Linked DNA regions of Rattus norvegicus: region 1 is linked to region 2. Evidence: chromatin contacts called from public Hi-C data. All regions are on one chromosome and are shown on one strand. The core of a region is the stretch at or near the end of the contact, and the rest is flanking DNA. Distances in the headings are between cores, read along the strand shown.

What was found. A called contact is a pair of places that touch in the nucleus more often than the background predicts.
Region 1: a contact with region 2 is called in a Hi-C map of frontal cortex, with 1.9 times the contacts expected there. The contact joins the promoter of Zcchc2 here to the promoter of Pign in region 2.

Annotation. Positions count from the first base shown.
Region 1 is chr13:22,632,451-22,635,858 of GRCr8, reverse strand. It overlaps Zcchc2 (zinc finger CCHC-type containing 2), which reads right to left and starts at 1,688. Exons shown (of 14, transcript NM_001122677.4): 1 at 383-1,688. The coding sequence starts at 1,306.
Region 2 is chr13:22,319,443-22,322,673 of GRCr8, reverse strand. It overlaps Pign (phosphatidylinositol glycan anchor biosynthesis, class N), which reads left to right and starts at 1,330. Exons shown (of 31, transcript NM_001100584.1): 1 at 1,330-1,481. Relch (RAB11 binding and LisH domain, coiled-coil and HEAT repeat containing) reads right to left here and starts at 1,132. Exons shown (of 29, transcript NM_001134546.1): 1 at 368-1,132. The coding sequence starts at 893.

The sequences.
Region 1 (3,408 bases), core at 439-2,938, 310 kb before region 2:
AACAGGCCATCCAGGGATAGACCGTGGTTGACAGCCCCCCCGCCCCCAAAGCGCTTGGCTTTTCCCCTTGCACTTAGCGCCCAAATACCAAAGCCCAAAATGTCCCACGACACTCCTCATCCGAGGTCTAGGGTCAGGAAGCTCCAAGTCTTCCGTGACAACTCGTGCACGTTAGAGAAGTCTAGATCATTCTGTTATGGCGGGTGGCTCTATATGCATGTGGGTGACTGGAACTGAGCCGCCCAAGAAAATTATGACTACCCCGGGCCGAGAGCCGCGGAGTGGTTATTCCGAGACACCTGCATGAGGCTGGGGTCAGAGCTGGATTCCGAAGCCTCCGATGGGGAAGCCGGAGCTGCGACTGCACTCCTTCGCACCTTACCTGGGCCCTGGAGCCGGCAAAGTTGCTCGGCTCCACCTCCGCGTCCTCCGGTTCCACCCGGAGTGCGCTGCGGAGCCTCTCCAGGTGCTCCCTCAGGGTGACCCGCTGGTGGAAGGAGAAAGCCGGGTGCAGGGAAGCCATGGTGAAGAGCAGCAGCAGTTCCTCCTGGGCCCTGAAGCCGAGCCCGCCTCCAGTCCCGAGCTTGGCGCAGCCGCCGCCTTCCGGGCCGGGGCCGTCCTTCTCCGCGTCCTGCTCGTCATCGCCACCCGGCTCGTCCTCCACGCTGCCCCGCGAGCCCTCGACTCGAGTCGCGCGGAGGCTCCTGAGCACCGCGTCCACCTGGGGCAGGAGGCGGTGCAGGCGGCCGGCGGCCTCCCTGTTCTCCGAGCCCAGCAGCGCTAGGTAAACGATGAGGCGCGAGCGCACCGCAGGCTCTCGGAAGTCGGCCAGCGACCCCGGGTCCGAGAGGCCGTTGGCCTTAGCCTCTGAGTCGCGCAGGTAGTGGTAGTCCTTGCGCGCCAAGTCCTCCAGGCACGAGCCGAGAAAGCGCAGCTCCAGCGGGTTGCACAGGTCCAGCAGCCCGCACAAGAACTCCAGGCGCTGCGCCGAGCCCAGCACCAGCCCGAACCACTCATACACCCGCTCCTGTTCGCGCAGCGCCGCCGCGTGCCCGCCGCCGCCCGGCATGCCCGCTCCCGCCGTCGGCCCGCTAGCAACAGGCGGCTCGAGCCCCCGGGGCGGCGACGGCGGCGGCGGCGGGGGCCCCCGTGGCAGGCCCGTGGGCGGCGGCGGCGGCGGGCGGCAGTCGCGGCGGCGGCGCGGCGGCGCCTTTGCGCCCGGCCGCGCGTCCGCCTCGGGCTCCTCCGCGTCGGGCGGCGGCTCGCTGGGGTGCGTGGACTTCGGTGGCAGCTTCATCCTCAGCATCCTCAGCTAAGGCGGTGCGGACATGCGAGCGAGGGAGCGGGGGCGGCGGGAGGAGCCGAGCGCCCGGGCGGCGGCACGGCCGTCAAGAACGTTGCCCCTCCATGCCGCCGGGGCGGGCCGGGGGCGGGTCTCGCCGACCGGGGAAGGGAGGCGGTGGCCGGCCGGCAGCTTCGTCCCGGCCGGAGGCGGGGCGTGCCCGCGGCGGCTCCTCCCCTGGGCTCCGTGCCCGCTGGGGAGTCCGGTGCGGGAGGAGCAAGTCGACAAGCGCGTCCTCCTTCCGGCTTCTCCGCGTCCGCACCGGGTTGGCGGTGACGGCCTGAGCGGTTCCCTCTCGAGCCAGCGCTGGCAGAGCGGCTTGGCGAGGAGGAGGAGCAGAGGGGCTGGGCGGAGACGCTGGCGGGCTCCGCGCACCGCACCCCAGCCAATCAACGTCCAGAGCTAGAGTGACGCGCGCTCCTCGTCCGCCTCCCTCCCCTGCCGGGAGCCGCCCTCTCCGAGAGGCCACGCCCACCTCCTGCTAGGCCGCAAGGCTTTGGCAGGTCCCGCGCGGTCCTAATGCTTGGTGAGTTCCAGCAGAATGAGGACGTGAGTTTGGGACTTTGGGACCACGGCGAGGTGAGCTCGGCCGGGAGCGGCAGAAGTGGGCGAGGTTCACGTGGGAGGAGGGAAATCGACTTACTTTTTCTTGAGAGATCTGTCTGCAGACCATCTTCGAGTCAGCCACCGCCCTGGGTTCACAGCCCCGCCGCCTAGTGGACTCCGCGAAAGTCAGCCACCGGGGATAATTACCACGTTCTAAAACTTCACCTGGACCGTTGGTGTGGACGCTGGAACGCAGATCCGGGAGTTAGGTCGGGATGTGGAGTGGTCTGGGGCGGCGAGCGCCGGTGCCCAGGCTGGCTGCAAGGTGCTGCTTTAGACTGGCTTTAGATCCGGCCGTGGGGACCCTGTTGGTAGGGGCGCTTGGCCTGATGGTTGCTTCTGGCTTGCAAGGTTAAATTTAAGAACACCCTCCTGCCCCAAATCTATGGTTTGCAGAATCACTTATTAGTTACCTTTTAGTTACTATCCATGAACATTTGCAATTCTAGTGCTGGTGTGGATTTCCTGTAACTCTTTTAAAACAATTTAATTAATTACTGTCTTGGCAGGGTTTTAGGTTTTTAAATGATATTACATCTTTAAGGTTTGAAAAACCCCAGCCCCCAAATGACTCTCTTTTAGTGATATGTATAGCGCAACTATAAAAATAAATTTAAAAAGCAAACCAACAGAAAACCCAAGGTGCCGTGATTCCTCTCAGAGCCACCAGGACCGTCTTTCTGTCTGTCTCACTTGTGCTAGAGCCTGACCACCAATCAAGAGTTCTTGACATGCTGTTTATAAGTCCATGGTTGTAAATAAATCATAAATCTAGTGCCTAGGAGTGGGGGGCAGGGGAATCCGGATTTTTTTTAATAAAAGTAGGTTGTTTTTTTTATACTTCCGTATAGTTTTAAATTAGGAACTCATACTACATAACCTTAGAAGGAGCGTGAGAAAATTAATGCAGTCTGAGAGTGCTGGGACATCTACAGAGAGTATGTGGAATCTCCTTTATCTCACAACTCAGTGGCTTTATCATTTAGGATATGGCTGAGGTGAACCCTAAATCAGCTTCAGTGATAAAGCTGAGAGATGGAAATGTACTAATTACTCAGTACATTTTAGGTTGAGGAAAACAAGGGAAAGCTACTCTATCCTGTGGTTTTTCTCTTTCATGCTCTTCTTGGGTGTAGCTTAAATGGAGTATGCCTCAGCTATTAGCTATCCTGAGTCTACCTTTCTTGCCTGATGCCTTAGGCACATTTCTGAAGCTTAGGATGAAATGCTCTAAGCACAGTAGCACTATGCTTCATTATGTAATGAGCAAATAGTCTACCTCCAAATTGATCTTTACATCTTTAATTTCCCATTGCATCAGTTACTAAATACAGACTCACGACACCCAATCCACGTTTTTCATCAGGATTAAATTTGCAGCTGGTAATAATGACTTTTGTCTCTGTATCTTTGCCAAGTAGAAAACGCAGTTAATAGTGACACATAAATAACACGTAGTA
Region 2 (3,231 bases), core at 81-2,580:
ATTTCCTCGTAGTGTGATTCAACGGACTAGGGGAAAAGGAAAATCGCCTCGAGAAAAATGCCCAAGTAATAAGGAAGCTCTGTAGAGCGCCTTAATAGTCAATAAACTGGAAACTCTCATGTTATAGGTCCCAACACCAATAGGGAGCCAGGAGCAGTGCAACACCTGCCAGAGATCAGAAACCAATACAAAGAAGAGCGACAGTAGGATCTTTTCGCTTTCCGTACATAGGATACCTCTCATCTCGCTCAACCTAGTCTCGATTTTCAAAACGACCCTAGACTCGGAACCCGCCCACAAATACCCTTCAACTGCACAGTAACTCTAACTCCCCCAACTGCAGGTCTGACAGGCTACGCCTACTTACTGAGCTGTCCTCCGCCCGACGTCGTACTCGGTTCCCGACCTCCAGCGCCTCCAACGACGGATGCGCCGGGGATCCCAGGCGCCCCCACCCCTGGTGGGGTCCCACTCTGCCTCTCGAAGTTGCCAGGATTGGAGAAGTAATCGCGCAGCCGTGGTAGCTCGCGGCCGCTCTCCAACAGCTCGGTGTGCAGCTCCAGGGCAGTCAGCAAGTACTGATCGCGCAACAGCTGAGCGGCGATGGCATCGATTGACAATCGGGAAGGGGTCTCTCCGCTGCCCGCCAGAGCCCCCGGAGCAGCTGACGCCTCCACAGGGAGCCCCGGCCGCGTGCTGCTTCCCAGGGCCATGGGGTCCTGAGGCGACAGCGAGCCTGCAGAACCAGGATCTAGGCCGACCCCAGCACCCAGCCGAAGTCCTGCCCGCTGGTCCTCGGTCGCCGCTACCTCGTCGTCGTCCTCATCCGAATCGCTGAGGAAAGGATTTACGCCGCTACCACTGCCACCACCTCCCGGCGCCATTGCCGCCATCTTATTCTGTCAGGAGTGTGGGTGCTTTTCTACTTGGCCCGACAGGCACTCAGCCTGAATTCCCGTCGGGTCCTGAGAACCACTGACCAACTAGGCAGCCCAGGCTGGCCGCGCCTCTCCTCACCTAGGGACTAGGCCAGACTGGGAGGCAGGAGTCCGGGATGCAGCAGCACCTCCAGCCTCAGCCACCGCTGCATCGGTAGCCGACTCTGCAGGCGTCTTCCTGGTCTCTAGTCTCGCGAGAACTGGCTTGGTCCCACCTTCGCCCCGCCCCGTCCCCGCCTCAGCCCCACCCACCTCAGGCCCAGGAGTAGGAAGATTGAAGGAACCGCTCGGCACTCAAACTTAAGGCCCTGCCCACAAAGCACTCGCGGATTGGCTGGAGCTACAGGAGCCAGACCGTTCTCGCGAGAACAACCTGGGGCATGTTGGGGGCGTTCCTTTGAGGAGTAGAGCTGTGTCTGAGGGGTTCGGCTTGGTTTGAGGGAGTTGAAGGGAACCCTTCCGAGATCTTTCAGGGCCCTGGGTCCTGCCTTCGTTCTGAGGAGGCCTCATTCCCAAACTGGGCCTGAGGCGGATAAGTCGCAGGTAAAGTCTTGGGACCCTTGCACTTGAGGTGTCCCCACGCCTGCTTCTCCCTTCACGCTTCAGTTTTTGTCGCTGTTTGCTGTCTCCGCCCAGATAGCAAGTGCTTTGGGCAGTGGTCAGAATCTGGCTTCTTTGCTCTTCCGTAGTTTCCCAGCCATCTGCTCTCTCACTTGGAGGTCTGGCGACAGCATGGCCTCCTTCTAGTTAAGCGACGGCTCCTTCCCGTCCCCTCCGTTCGGGAGTAGGACCTAGAAAGCTGCAAGGTGCAGATAGAGCCTGTACGGAAATTGCAACTTCTGAGTTTCGAGATGCCTTTGCACTTATCTGTGAACAGCCTGGACTTGGACGACAAACTAAGTACTCTGTAAACCCTTGGAGATTAACATACAGTTTGGATCAAAGGAACTTTTCAAACTATTAAGCGCTATCTCTCCAGTGCAAGTGAGTAAAGTAGTCTGGGCAGCTTCAATGACCTGGTCAGGTCCACTGCATTAGGACACATTAGAACTAGTATCACCTATTTTTTGTCCAAAACCATTCTTTTCCAGAATCTCCTGAGACCTTATTGAGTTCATTTAGGTTAGAATCGAGGTTTTCATTGTAGATCAATCAAATATAGCGATTTTTAAAAATTGTATGCTGTAGAGAAATTTGATTGCCTTTATGAAACATTTAGCACATAACTATATACGTAGATTTGGAAGATCTTATATTCTTTATGTTATTCCTTCATTTTAGTTTGAGGTGGTAAGAGGAAGTTTCCCTGTCGTTATTAGACTGCTAACCCTGATAACTTCTATTTTGCCAGGCACAGATTGCCACTTTTTCCTGGTTTTGGAATTCTTTAAGTTCTTACTAACCACCTCCTAACAGACAACAAAATAAAATACCCAGCAGTGCTAACCATCTGCTCTGTTACATTGAAGCACAGTAATGTCCTTTAAAGTTTATTTCAAAGTAAAGTATACTTTAAAGCAAAGTATCTCCTTTAACTTTGTGGAAAAATAAAAATAGAGCATTTGGTTTATAACCTTTGGTCTGGTTACTGGTTAACATGTAAATTATGCCAGCAGCAGTTAAGTGAAGGTTTTAATTTCAGTTTAATCAGTCTCACAATAAACTAAAGCTTCATTTCAATGAGGCTCTGAGATGTTTTCTTTGGTTGTTATTGTTGTTTGGGCTTTTTTTTAGAAGCTTTTAAAATATGTTATATGTGATATGACTGGAGGTTTGGGTGGATGATTTAAATGAGCATAGGAGACTGGGAGATGGGAAGAAAGTTAACCCAAATGGTAAAAGACCATAAGGACCCTTGCTATATTGTAATTTAAAAATAGTGTTCATAGTAAGGTTCTTTTTTTTTTTTTTTTAAATAAGTTTTTTAGCTTTCAATTGTCTGGGCTAAATTCTGTTCTGTGCCATTTATTGATGAATCTGAAAAAAAATCCTCCGTAACATGAAAATAGTATAGAATGGCAATATTTTATTGTGTTTCACATTTCTTAGCAAAAGGGGTTATCAGTTCTTGCTTTGATATCGCCAAAGAGATTAAAAATGGAACCAAGTTTTGGAATGGAGGATGAGAGAATGGCATGGGAAAACTATGAGCAGAAAGAAGTGTGTATTTTTTTTTCTTTTTCTTCTTTGTAATGGGGACGTTTAGCTACATTTAGGGTGCCTGTCACATACACATCAATTATTGTGAGTCGTTGGAAATGTTTGAGCCTAAATTCTCCCAGCCTCTCTTGCA